2 separate regions of the Sus scrofa genome follow, and region 1 is linked to region 2. Evidence: chromatin contacts called from public HiChIP or PLAC-seq data. All regions are on one chromosome and are shown on one strand. The core of a region is the stretch at or near the end of the contact, and the rest is flanking DNA. Distances in the headings are between cores, read along the strand shown. Region 1 holds the start of MTTP (microsomal triglyceride transfer protein). Region 2 holds the start of DNAJB14 (dnaJ homolog subfamily B member 14).

What was found. HiChIP or PLAC-seq counts read pairs in DNA pulled down with a chosen protein or histone mark.
Region 1: an H3K27ac HiChIP or PLAC-seq map of skeletal muscle shows a contact between it and region 2, with 2.4 times the contacts expected there. The contact joins the promoter of MTTP here to the promoter of DNAJB14 in region 2. A contact is called at or near these places in 2 of 5 promoter capture datasets (fetal liver and liver), 13 of 47 Hi-C or Micro-C datasets (alveolar macrophages, embryonic fibroblasts, epiblast stem cells and 9 more) and 2 of 2 datasets of contacts at active chromatin or transcription factors (alveolar macrophages and skeletal muscle).

Annotation. Positions count from the first base shown.
Region 1 is chr8:120,867,759-120,873,861 of Sscrofa11.1, forward strand. MTTP (microsomal triglyceride transfer protein) reads right to left here and starts at 3,710. Exons shown (of 18, transcript NM_214185.1): 1 at 3,595-3,710. The coding sequence starts at 3,655.
Region 2 is chr8:120,564,683-120,570,728 of Sscrofa11.1, forward strand. It overlaps DNAJB14 (dnaJ homolog subfamily B member 14), which reads left to right and starts at 2,713. Exons shown (of 8, transcript XM_021101721.1): 1 at 2,713-3,186. The coding sequence starts at 3,054. H2AFZ (H2A histone family, member Z) reads left to right here. Exons shown (of 5, transcript NM_001123122.1): 3 at 61-174; 4 at 513-642; 5 at 920-1,341. The coding sequence ends at 981.

The DNA of each region.
Region 1 (6,103 bases), core at 2,460-4,959, 300 kb after region 2:
GTATTGCTCTGTAGAGTATGCAGAATGGCAATTAGAATTGATGGTAGATAAAACTAGATGAGAAATTAATTTTAGTCTCAAAAGGAGTCAGTACCTGTTCCATGTGCCCCTTCAAGAGAATTTCTTACTGAAAAGAACGAAACTCTTAAGTGTGAATTTTCTTTCTTTTTTTTTTCTTTATGACTGCACCTGCAGCATATGGAAGTTCCCAGGCTAGGGGTAGAATCAGAGCTGCAGCCACTGGCCTACACCACAGCCACAGCAACAATGGACCTGAGCTGCCTCTGCAACCTACACCACAGTTTGCAGCAACGCTGGATCCTTAATCCACTGCGCGAAGCCAGGGATCAAACCTGCGTCCTCACAGAGACACATTGGGTGCTTAATTTTGAACTTTTTAAGAAGTATTCTTTTATTAAACCTAGATCAATATAATAGTACAGTTAATTGACTTAAGCAAAAAAGACAAAGTAGAGATAAATTAATAAAGGTAAGGCTTGAAGAGACTTTCAGTGGTGATAAGAATGATAGGTAATGGGATTTAGGAATCCAACAGAAAACTAGAAGGCCAGAAGTAAAAGAAAGATGAAGGATATGGGGAAAAATAGGGAAGATGATTTTTGTGAATGGACTGAAAAGTATGGTAGGGCTATGGACTGAGAGAAAGACTGAGGGTGAAGGAACAATTCAGGTTTAGAGGTAATAGGATTAAATACAAAGCATGTATGGGGGTGAGGGAGAAAGAAGAAGTACTATAAAGAAAAGCCAAAGTGATAGCATCGCAGTTTCCTGGGGCACCATCTCACCGAAGCAAAGCATTGGAATGGTGGACATTTTACAAATTTATTGAAGTGAAAGTACATTTTCAGAGAGGAAGAGAGAGACTCACATGCACACAGGCTAAAAAGAGGGCCCTACTCACTCTGCAAGTCTTTTTTTTTTTTTTTTTTTTTTTTTTTTGCCTTTTCTAGGGCTGCTCCCACGGCATATGGAGGTTTCCAGGCTAGGGGTCTAACCGGAGCTGTAGCCACCAGCCTACACCAGAGCCACAGCAACACTGGATCCGAGCCACATCTGCAACCTACACCACAGCTCATGGCAATGCTGGATCCTTAACCCACTGAGCAAGGTCAGGGATCGAACCCGCAACCTCATGGTTCCCAGTCGGATTCATTAACCACTGAGCTACGATGGGAACTCCTGCAATAGTCTTTATACCCTATGATGTGGACCTGAGTGGAGACCAGATTTGATCTTCTGATTGGTCTCGGGCAGGATACCTTATTTGCACGGGGAAAAGATGATATGGTGGCCTGGTGAGAAATGGGCAACATTCCTTCTCTAGCAGGGAGTGAGCAGCCCAGGCTGGTCAAGGTGGGGCAAGGGGCATTACAAGGAGACATGGCCAGAGGCTTTGGGGTTTAATCCTTGAAGAGGATGTGAAACCTGTAACAAAAGGAGGCACTGAGAATAGACCCGCCATTATAAAATGTGATTCAAAAGAAGTAGGGAGCATTCACTCTTTCAGCATATTCTTCTAAACAGACCCTATGACTCCTCCTCTTCTAAACTCCTCCTACACCCTCTTTATTTATGGTCAACCTGTACGCACCCTCCACCCAGATCTGGACAGTTGCATTGATAAGTAAATTTGAGATGAGTTATGAAGCAATGTATGGCATCCCCAAATTTATAATGGCCTGATTTTAAAGTAAACTCTTCATAAGTAGTTTGCTTATTAAATGTCAGTCGTTACAAATGGTAAGGAATCTATAATTTAACCACGGTACTATAAACCAGGAAATTACCAAATCTAGGGAGACAGAGAGCTGTCAAGTCCTGTACTTTTTATTCATGATTTTTGGAATAGGCAGCTGTACTGTGAAGTTAATGACACTTAAACCCAGGCTTGGAAGGGAGCCTTTGGCATTGTGTACATACGCCGTATCTTTTTTCAGTAACATTTGCAAAAAGTAAGGTATTTTGTTATCTTTTCTCAAATTTTGCCCCTAAATTGCATAAGCTTCAGGATCTAAAATTCTGGGTTTGCCACTGAGCTTATACAACAAACTGTAGCTCTCTGTTATGTTCTAGGTCATAGCTCCCTGCATGCCATTGTCCATTGTCATGTGTGTGTGTGTGTGTGTGTGTGTGTGTATTTTTAAATCTTTATAAGAGCATGTATTTAAAAACATCAAGTTATCCAATGTGCTCACTTGCAAGGTGGGGAAAAAAAGAGAACACCACAATAGCTACTATATCTCAATTGTTTTTTGTAAAATCATGGTATAAGGTCTTATCTCATGGTATATAAATCAATCGTATTTCAAATATTCAACAGTGTACTTGACAGATAACAAAAATAGTAAGCTCTCTGTATAACAATTACCTATCAAGTGTAAGTTACAAAACTTTTTCTCATTAAAATTTGTTTTCATCCAACTAAGGGTTGTACGTTTAAATACAAAATACTTGAGAAACTACTAAAATATATATATATTATCTCAGGTTCTTTAGTTCAAGAACCTAAAGTGTGATTTGCTTGGGTGAAATAATTTAGTCCCCATTTATTGTTCTGGTAACAAAGATGGTCTCTTGTCCTCAAGTGGAAATTTTCAACGCAAAAAATCTTGAGATAAACTTTATGAAAAAAAGAAAGCCAGTTATCCCTAAAGGGCTTTATAAGTTTAAAAGTGAATTGTTTATATCAGTTACTTAGGGTTCACAGTGAGTGAAATCGCATCCTATCATGCTGAGTTATGTGTTAGATCAACTGGCATTCATGGTGAATTATCTTAAGAGACTCTAAAAAGTGATCATTTTACAGGTACAACATCTAGAAATTCACCGCATATATAAATGAATTGACTTAAAACAAGATTCCCTATGAATACATTGCATACAGTTTTTTGGAAACCATTACTCATAAAATGTTTATTTCCTCTGAAAGATATCAATCCTTAGGTGTTTTAAAATCAGTTTTATCTTGAAATAGAATCTAAAATGACTAACACTATTTTTCCAAAGATAATGTCTTATTTCTTAAAATCTATATCATGTCGTTTTATTTTCTGTAATTCATAACCGTGATAATTCTCTTTTGAATGGTAATGGAATTAAATACAGACTTTACCATTTCATTCATAATTCTCTGTCAAGTCAAATGCCTTTTTCATTGGATCTAATTCTTCTTGATGTCCCATTGCTAAGCAACTAGAAGGAAATTTAAGAACTGGTTTTTTAAGCCCACTTTTACAATTCAAATGAAGGAGCTGCATTCATTGAGTGACCAACAGCAGAAGGTAACAATAGCTGGCATCTTTTTTCTCCCTTTTTAAAAATACACCATGAATGAGAGAATGAAGCAAGAAACTAAAAGGAGCCTCTGTTTTCTTAATGTATGTAGGAATTTGAATTTGATTTTCATTCCAACCCAGTCCTGCCTTCACCAACATTCCAAAGTTCCATGGTTTTGAAGATGGCTTAAAGAGTTAGTTAGGACTCTCTCACTACACTACACACACCCACCCACCCACACAATTTTCCCCCTCAAGGATTAAAATTATAGTTTAGCAAAAGGCAACACGAACGTACCTTTAACCGAAGCTGAATATGAGGAAATGAAGCAGAGAAAAAGCACAGCAAGAAGAATCATATTGACCAGCTCCCCTCTAGTGCATCCAGTTCCAAGCGAGGAGTCACTGAGAAGTGGATTCTTGCGGTGGCAGCAAGGGAGTGACCCTCCTCGAACCTGCAACAATGTTTATCTTTGGGGGAAAGGTCAGATTCCAAACTCCAAAATCAGGACCTAAGTTCACAGAAGGGCCCACTATTAATGATTAAACTTTGGTGGGCTCCGGTTTCCAATCTCTCACTCTTTTTATTTATTCTTTACTCAATAAGGAAGACCAAGAAAAAAATGTCACTTTTGAGAGTTCAAGTAAACCAGTCTACCATCCTTTAAATTCAGAAGTACTGATAGACATTCAAGGAAAACTGATGATGATACTTTTCTGCTCCAAACATAAATCATCCTCATTCCCGTAACATCAAATGCCTGTCTTCACATTTACCACTTTACGTGGGAAGGTGGTGAGGAATTGCAAACTCAAATACATTTCATTGAATTTTATTGTCTTGTATGGTCATCTGGAGTTTTTTAATACCATGTGTATGCTATTATTAAAAAATCATTCTGAATTATAGGATTTAAATTTAAAAATTTTTACTTCCACCACCAATCCCTTCAAAATAATGTTAAAATGATAAAACTGATTTCTGAAACCTAGATGATTCTCCTTACGTGTGATTCTTATGTGTCTGTCATTATTAGCACACTAGCAAGCAGTTGAGTTTATCACAGTAGACCTCTAACTACCCCTATGACAAGAAACACTTATCTTGAGTCCCCAAACCAACTGGATGGAATCCCCTGTGCTTTCTGAATCCTAATTCTAGGAAGAAATTCAAGAGGGGAATTCCAGCCCTTAACAATTTTGCTGCGGAAAATTAATTAGGAAACTTCTCTACAATTAAAGCAAGTAACTTAGTGTGAGTGGAGCCACACGAATGAAACCCACTTTTGTCCTTGGAAACTCCTGCAATATAAACCTGATGTGAACAAAACCTATTGAAACAGGGTGGTTGTGGGGAGCATATGGGGATGTTTTGGCAAAGGAACGAATAAGGTGCTGGCAAAGGGCTATTTGAATGAACTAGAAAATACTTATAGCCATAAAATGGGTTCTTAAGCATAGAATGAGGGTCTTAATTTTACCCTCATCTTTCTCTAAAGCCTCTTCTAGAATCCTAACCTTAAGTTCAAATCTTCTAGACAACCCAGGTAAAAGATAGTCAACTTGATAGAAAGGGCTACAAGATGAAATCTAAAATTTTAAAATCTCCAGAGTTAAGCGTATTTCTCCTTGAATTATGTTTTATATAAAGATCTTAAACGTGGAAATTGTTCACCTTTACTGTCTATTGAGATTAGAATTTCACTTGTTAACCTGTTTTATATATAAATCTTGGCTAAATTACCTACACAAAAAATATTTGGTTGTGACTATCACCTTAAAGATATAAATAATTTGTCTTGGGGTAAACAGAAAATGGTCTTAGAAAATTAACTGTTGAAGAAATGTTTTTATGAATAGTGGGCTTTACAAATACAAGGTAATGTGAAAAGCGCTTTAGTGCTTTACATTTGAATAGATTTTTGTGTATTCCCACAATTTCTGCATTACATGCACAGTAACACGAAGCCACTATAGTCACTTAAGCTTTAAATACTTACTTATTCAAATTAAGGACTACCTGGAATCATGTGAAAACTGCCTTTCGTATTCCACTTGAGGCTCACAGTGACATGTTTATGGTTAGACTATGTGGTGCATGATACGTGTCTCTTCGGGTAAAGTACCATTTGTTGTCAGGTGTTTATCAGAGTCCAACCAATAAAAGGCATATCACTATTGCCTAACAAATTAAATGCTGTTTCATTTGTTTTGTTTTCATTTGCCTACCACTAGAAAGCTCCTATGAGTCACTGTATTAAGTAGTTATTTCAACATAGGATGTTCAAATAAGACTGTTTCTATTGGTAATAAATACCATCATTCTTTTCTATCTTGCCTGTAATTTTTTACAAAGATATTTGAAAGACTAAAGATTGTTTCACAGAGATGAAATAAAAATGCCAAACCCCTTCCATATTCAGTGAATTCTATGTACCAAAGAGAGGCATTCTCTTCCGTAGCTCTGCTGATCAAGCCAAGCAAACCTTGTGCACTACAGGTGGGAGACACCTCCCCAAACTCATCAGCTCTTTTTCATAGCATGTGAAGCAAGACAGAAGCACAGAACAATTGAAAAAAGAAAAAAAAAAAAAACCGCAAGAGCTTCCATCTATGGAATAATTACTATGTATAATACACTATGCCAAGAACTTTACATTTTGTAGTATATCCTAACAATCACCTCATATATTAGAAAAACGATTTTCAAACTAATTTAGTAAAATGATTTATGGACCATAGTAAAACAAACCTTGAGGCCTTGAGATGCAACATTCTCCTTTACTTAAAATATATTACAGATAGAT
Region 2 (6,046 bases), core at 1,463-3,962:
TTGACCATTTTTGGCTCCTCTATCTTTGTGCATTTGTGTTTGTGTATGCGAAAAATGAAGTTTCCGGTGGGCCGTATTCATCGACACCTGAAATCTAGGACGACCAGCCATGGACGTGTGGGCGCGACTGCCGCTGTGTACAGCGCAGCCATCCTGGAGTACCTCACCGCAGAGGTAAATGGGTGTACGCCTGTAATCTGGAAAAGGTGGTGGGGGGAGGCGGTGAGAGGGAAGGAGGAAAGTGATGCAAGAAAACTCCCAGGCTCTGAACGCGGTGAGAAGCTTCTGACAACGCTAGAGGGGGCTGGTGTTCATTTTGGGTTCCTCCTGAGCTTGAGTTGACTGCTTTAGGAAATAAAATTGCGTGTCCCCTTTATAGCTTTTGCATATCTTGCCATTCAGGTAGTGGGGGGAGACGGCAGTTGGTAGATACACGTTCACGAAGGTTTGATTCTTCTGGATCTTGATCCTAAGGAAAGTTGGCAGGAGATTGATTAGATTCTGTCTTCTAGGTACTTGAATTGGCAGGAAATGCATCAAAAGACTTGAAGGTAAAGCGTATTACTCCTCGTCACTTGCAACTTGCTATTCGTGGAGATGAAGAATTGGATTCTCTCATCAAGGCTACAATCGCTGGTGGTGGTATGTAAATACTAAAAATTTTTTAATTTCTTTAGATAATTCTTTACTTTTTTCCCCCACTAGAAGAGGACACTTAGTGTTATTTTCAGTGATCTGTAGTATGGTTGCATCATGAAAATTGATTCCTGTATATAACTTAGTGAATTTTTACTTCTGCATACTCTGGCCTCACATTTAAAGACTTCTTCGAAGTTGAACGTTAAACTGTCATGGTTTTGAAGTCCTGTGTTAATTTTCAAAATAATGTATATTTAAAAGTATCCCTTTCCTCCCCTAGGTGTCATTCCACACATCCACAAATCTCTCATTGGGAAGAAAGGACAACAGAAGACTGTCTAAAGGATGCCTGGATTCCTTATTATCTCAGGACTCTAAATACTCTAACAGCTGTCCAGTGTTGGTGATTCCAATGGACTGTATCTCTGTGAAAAACACAATTTTGCCTTTTTGTAATTCTATTTGAGCAAGTTGGAAGTTTAATTAGCTTTCCAACCAACCAAATTTCTGCATTCGAGTCTTAACCATATTTAAGTGTTACTGTGGCTTCAAAGAAGCTATTGATTCTGAAGTAGTGGGTTTTGATTGAGTTGACTGTTTTTAAAAAACTGTTTGGATTTTAATTGTGATGCAGAAGTTATAGTAACAAACATTTGGTTTTGTACAGACATTATTTCCACTTCGGTGGATAAGCTCAATAAAGGTCATATCCCAAACTAGTTGTGTATTAAATTCACTTGATTATGATGGGAACAACTTTTGTTTTGAATAACTATCTTATCCAGCAATAACTTAATAAGCACGTTTCTTACCTTGAAATTAAAATGTTAATTTTGTAGATCAACAAACCTCGAAGGCTAAAGCATATATATATTTTTTAATGCTATGAGATGAACTATTAAAGATTTTAAAACTTCAGTAGGAGCTTGGAACTGGACAAGGTGATGTTTTTTAGGTTAAATTTGATCATCTCAATTTGTCGCTGCACTTGCTGTTTGTGACAGCAGCACTACATCCAGAGCACTGTCATGGACTGGGGCAGGTAGGGAAGTTCTGTATATTGCTACCTCCACAGAAGGTACTTTCAGTATAAACAGTGAAGTGTTTCCTGTGTTCTCCCACTGTTTCAAAGGCTACCTGGATTAAACTGTTCAGTATGCACCATCTAATCCCGTTTTTACAGAAAAGAATCAAGGTTGGAGTTCCCCTGTGGAATAGCAGATTAAAGGTCCCGTGTTGTCACTGCAGGGGCTCCAGTGGCTGCTGTGGTGGGGGTTTGGTCACTGCCCTGGGGAACTTCTACATGCCTTGGACTCACCAAAAAAGAATCAGGGTTTCTCTGAAAGTCCTGAGTTGATCATATTTGCTGTCATGGCTGTCTTTACTGAACATTGTATGAAACGATTATTTTGTGGTTAAGTTGATTGGATCGTTTTGACATGACACTTGGCTTCTGACAAGTTCTTAGTTTTTGAAACTCGGATTAGGTCATTACAAGGCTCATCCTGCACACGGAGACCAGTATGACAGGTATAGCATTTCACAGGGGTAATGTGAAAAAAGAGTAGGGAGAAAACCAGCAAATAGATACATGATGGTAATACATTCCCAACGAGCTGATTCCTTCCTCGTTTTGGTCATGTAGGATTATTAGGGTTCCGGTTTTTCGCCAGAGTAAAGGCAAACTGCAAATTGTGTTTACTTTAACTCCCGGATGTACTAAGGAGATGGTTTTACTGCAGCTGGGTCAGGAAAGTGCTGAAAGAGGCAATGAAACAAGCCCTGAGTTAGGGTCGAAAGGCCCTCTACTGTGTCCCAGTACACCTGTGCCGGAAGCGCAGCCCTCACCTGACCGAATCCTCCCCAGGCTGAGGGGGGCCCTGAGGCGGGGCCTTCGACCTCTGGGAATTTTCCTGAAAGCGAACATGCCCACCCCGATCCGTAGCCCGGCCGCTAGGAAAACCGGCGGCCGCCGACGCGGGCCACCACGGGAGGTCAGAGGGCGCGGCGCAGTCCGGGCGGCCGGGTCCCCGCCCCGGTGGAACCCCCGGCGGGCAGCAGGCCTGGCATCTCCCGCCCCCGCGCCGTCCAGGTTGGTCAGCTCCGAGCCTGCTGGCGCCCCGCACGGACCGCCGAGTCGGCAGGGACAGCCAAGCCCTGGAGCTCTGTCCGGGGGCCGCGAAGGATGCAGCTCGCGCGGTAGTTGCCCGCGGGGGGCGGGGAGGCCGCCGTGAGGAGGCGGAGCTGCGAGCCCGCCAGTGCGCCCGGGCCTCGCCGCCGCCGCCGCGGTCTCCTGCGCTCCTCCCCGTTCGCCTCCGCACGCCCCCGTCCCCGGCCGGCCTCGCCTCCACGGCGGCGGCGGCTTCCGCCCCTCGTAGCTGCGCTCCCGCAGGAAACGGAAGAAGGCGCAAGCCATGGAGGGGAACCGGGACGAGGCGGAGAAATGTGTCGAGATCGCCCGGGAGGCCCTGAACGCCGGCAACCGCGAGAAGGCCCAGCGCTTCCTGCAGAAGGCCGAGAAGCTCTACCCGCTGCCCTCGGCCCGCGGTGAGGCCCTCGCTCTCCCTTTCCTCCCCGCCCGGCCCCCAGGCCGCCGCGCAGCCCGCTCTCGCCCCCACCCTCGGCCCTCCGGGAGCCAGCGGGGCTCCCGGCCTGCCCGACCCCGCGGCGGGGCCCCCGGGAGCAGCATCCCGACACACCCCCGCCCCGGCCCTGACTGCCCCCGGCCGAGCCCGCCCTGGGCCGCCCCGCCACGGGCCGCCCGAGACGCCCTCCTCACCTGCCTGCGAGATGCCCGCTCGCCGCCGACACGCAGGAGTTGCCGGTTCCCTGGTCGGTTTTCGTACTGTCCAGCTGTCATTCTCCCAGGAGACTCGCCGGGTTGTGTCTTCGCAGAGTGGGGCTTTCTGTCTGGGTGTTTGGTTGTGTGGCGCCCACCCTTCTCATCCTCACCCCCAAGTAAGGCCTAGGCCCCTAATGAGGTGAGAGGAACCGGGAACTCTAGTGGCTAATGTACAGGTCCCTGGTTCCACCGCCTCTAGGGTAGAAAACACTGTGCCCAAAGCAAACATTTTCGAATACTTGAGATGACATTGCTTTTCCCTGGGAGGGAGTTCGTTTAGAAGAGAGGAGCACCAATTTGGCAAAAATGATGGAGTCAGTAACCATTTGCTAAAGAGTATCCGTTGTTATAGCACCGTAATTGTAGACAAATGAGATACAGGTTTAGGAAGAGAGTACTGGACTGCCCTTAGTCGAATTCCTTCTGTTCCCATCCTGCTCTCTAGGCTTTAAAATCTTTAAAATAATTATAGCCAACATTTATTGAGCACTTACTTAAAGTACCTAGGGTTTTATATGAATTATTTACTCCTCGGAACAATCCTAGGATTCATTTGGCCAGGCTTACTCATATGGAAACAGACTTTTTGATGAATGAATGATGGATGAACGAAAACATACCCAAGGTCACACGGTAATTAGTGGCAAAGTCGGAATAGACTTGAGCTCTCTAGCTCCAAAAACCACTACCCTCCATTGCCTGGCCTATAGGGTACTGTTTCACTTGAGGTTCAAGGCATTTCCAGATTAAGAAAATTATCAGTAAGTCAGAAAGAAGGTGGGGCTACTTGTTTCATTGTTGTTTTCTTAATTTTTTTTCTACATTGTTGAAGCTTTACTTTTCTCTGTCCTTTCTGTTACATTGCTGTTGAGGACTGTACCAGGGAGGACAGGAGAGGGAAATGAAATTAAATAATAATTATTTTGTTAAATGTTGCAAAACTGTGAAATTTTTCAACTTAACCATTTTTAAGTGTACAGTTGAGTAGTGTTAACCGCTTTCACATTGTGGTACGACAAATCTCCAGAATTTTCACCTGACAAAATTGAAACTATCCCAATTAAATAGTTGCCCATTTTCCCCACCCACCCAGCTCCTGGCAACCACCATCATACTTTCAAAAATTTGACTACTTTGAATACCTTATATAAGTGGAATCATACAGAATTTGCCCTTTTGACTTTCTTTTTTAACTTAGCATAATGTTTTTGAAATTTATCCATGTTGTAGCATAAATATAATGGGAGTTCCTTTTTTTTTTTTTTTTTTTTGTCTTTTTGTCTTTTTGTTGTTGTTGTTGTTGTTGTTGTTGCTATCTCTTGGGCCGCTTCCGCGGCATATGGAGGTTCCCAGGCTAGGGGTTGAATCGGAGCTGTAGCCACCGGCCTACGCCAGAGCCACAGCAACGCGGGATTCGAGCCGCGTCTGCAACCTACACCACAGCTCACGGCAACGCCGGATTGTTAACCCACTGAGCAAGGGCAGGGACCGAACCCGCAACCTCATGGTTCCTAGTCGGATTCGTTAACCACTGCGCCACGACGGGAGGGAGTTCCTTTTTAAAGGCTGCGTAATAGTCCCTTTCGTGTATATACCACGTTTTCAATATCCATTCATCATCTACTAAGAGATTGTTGTTTCTGTATCTTGGCTATTGTGAATAATGCTGCTCTGAACATAAGTGTGCAAGTATTTCTCTTTGTGATCCTTTCAAATTCTTTTGGATATATACCCAGAAATGAGATTGCTTGATCATATTGGTAATTCTTTTTTCACTTTTTTGAGGAACTGCCATACTTTTTTCATGGCTGATATGCCATTTTACATTCCTACCAACAGTGTGCAAGTGTTGCAGGTTTTTGGTTTTTTTTTTTTTTTCCCATCTTTTTAGGGCAGCACCCATGGCATATGGAAGTTCCCAGGGTAGAGGTTGAATTGGAGCTTTAGCTGCTGGCCTATGTCAAAGCCAGGAATCGAACCCATATCCTTGTGGATCCTAGTCAGGTTCGTTACCATGGAGCCATGATGGAAACTAAGAGTTTCAGTTTTCCCACCTCCTCACCAACGCTTGTATTTTGTTTATTTGTTTGGATGTTGGTTTTTGGTAGTAGCCATGCTGATGAGTGTGAGGTGGTATTTCATTGCAGTTTTGATTTGCATTTCTCTAATGATGACTGATGTTGAGCATCTTTTTATTTGCTTGTTGGCCCTTTGTGTATAATTTTTGGGGAAATGTCTATTCAGACCCTTTGCCTATTTTTTAATTAGGTTGTTTGTGTTGTTGAGTTGTAGTAGTTCTTTATATATTCTACATTTTAACCCCTTATCAGACATGGTTTGCAGATTTTTTTTTTCCTCCCATTCTGTATGTTGTCTTTCATTCTGTTGATTATTTCCTTTGATGCACAGTTTTTAAGTTTGATACTGTCCCATTTGTCACTTTTGCTTTTATTGCTTGTGCTTTTGGTGCCATAGCCAAGAAATCATTGCCCACATTTAATTTTGTAAAACATTTTCCTACTGTACGAATATGTGATTTCATTTAGTCATTATCTAATCCTAGTG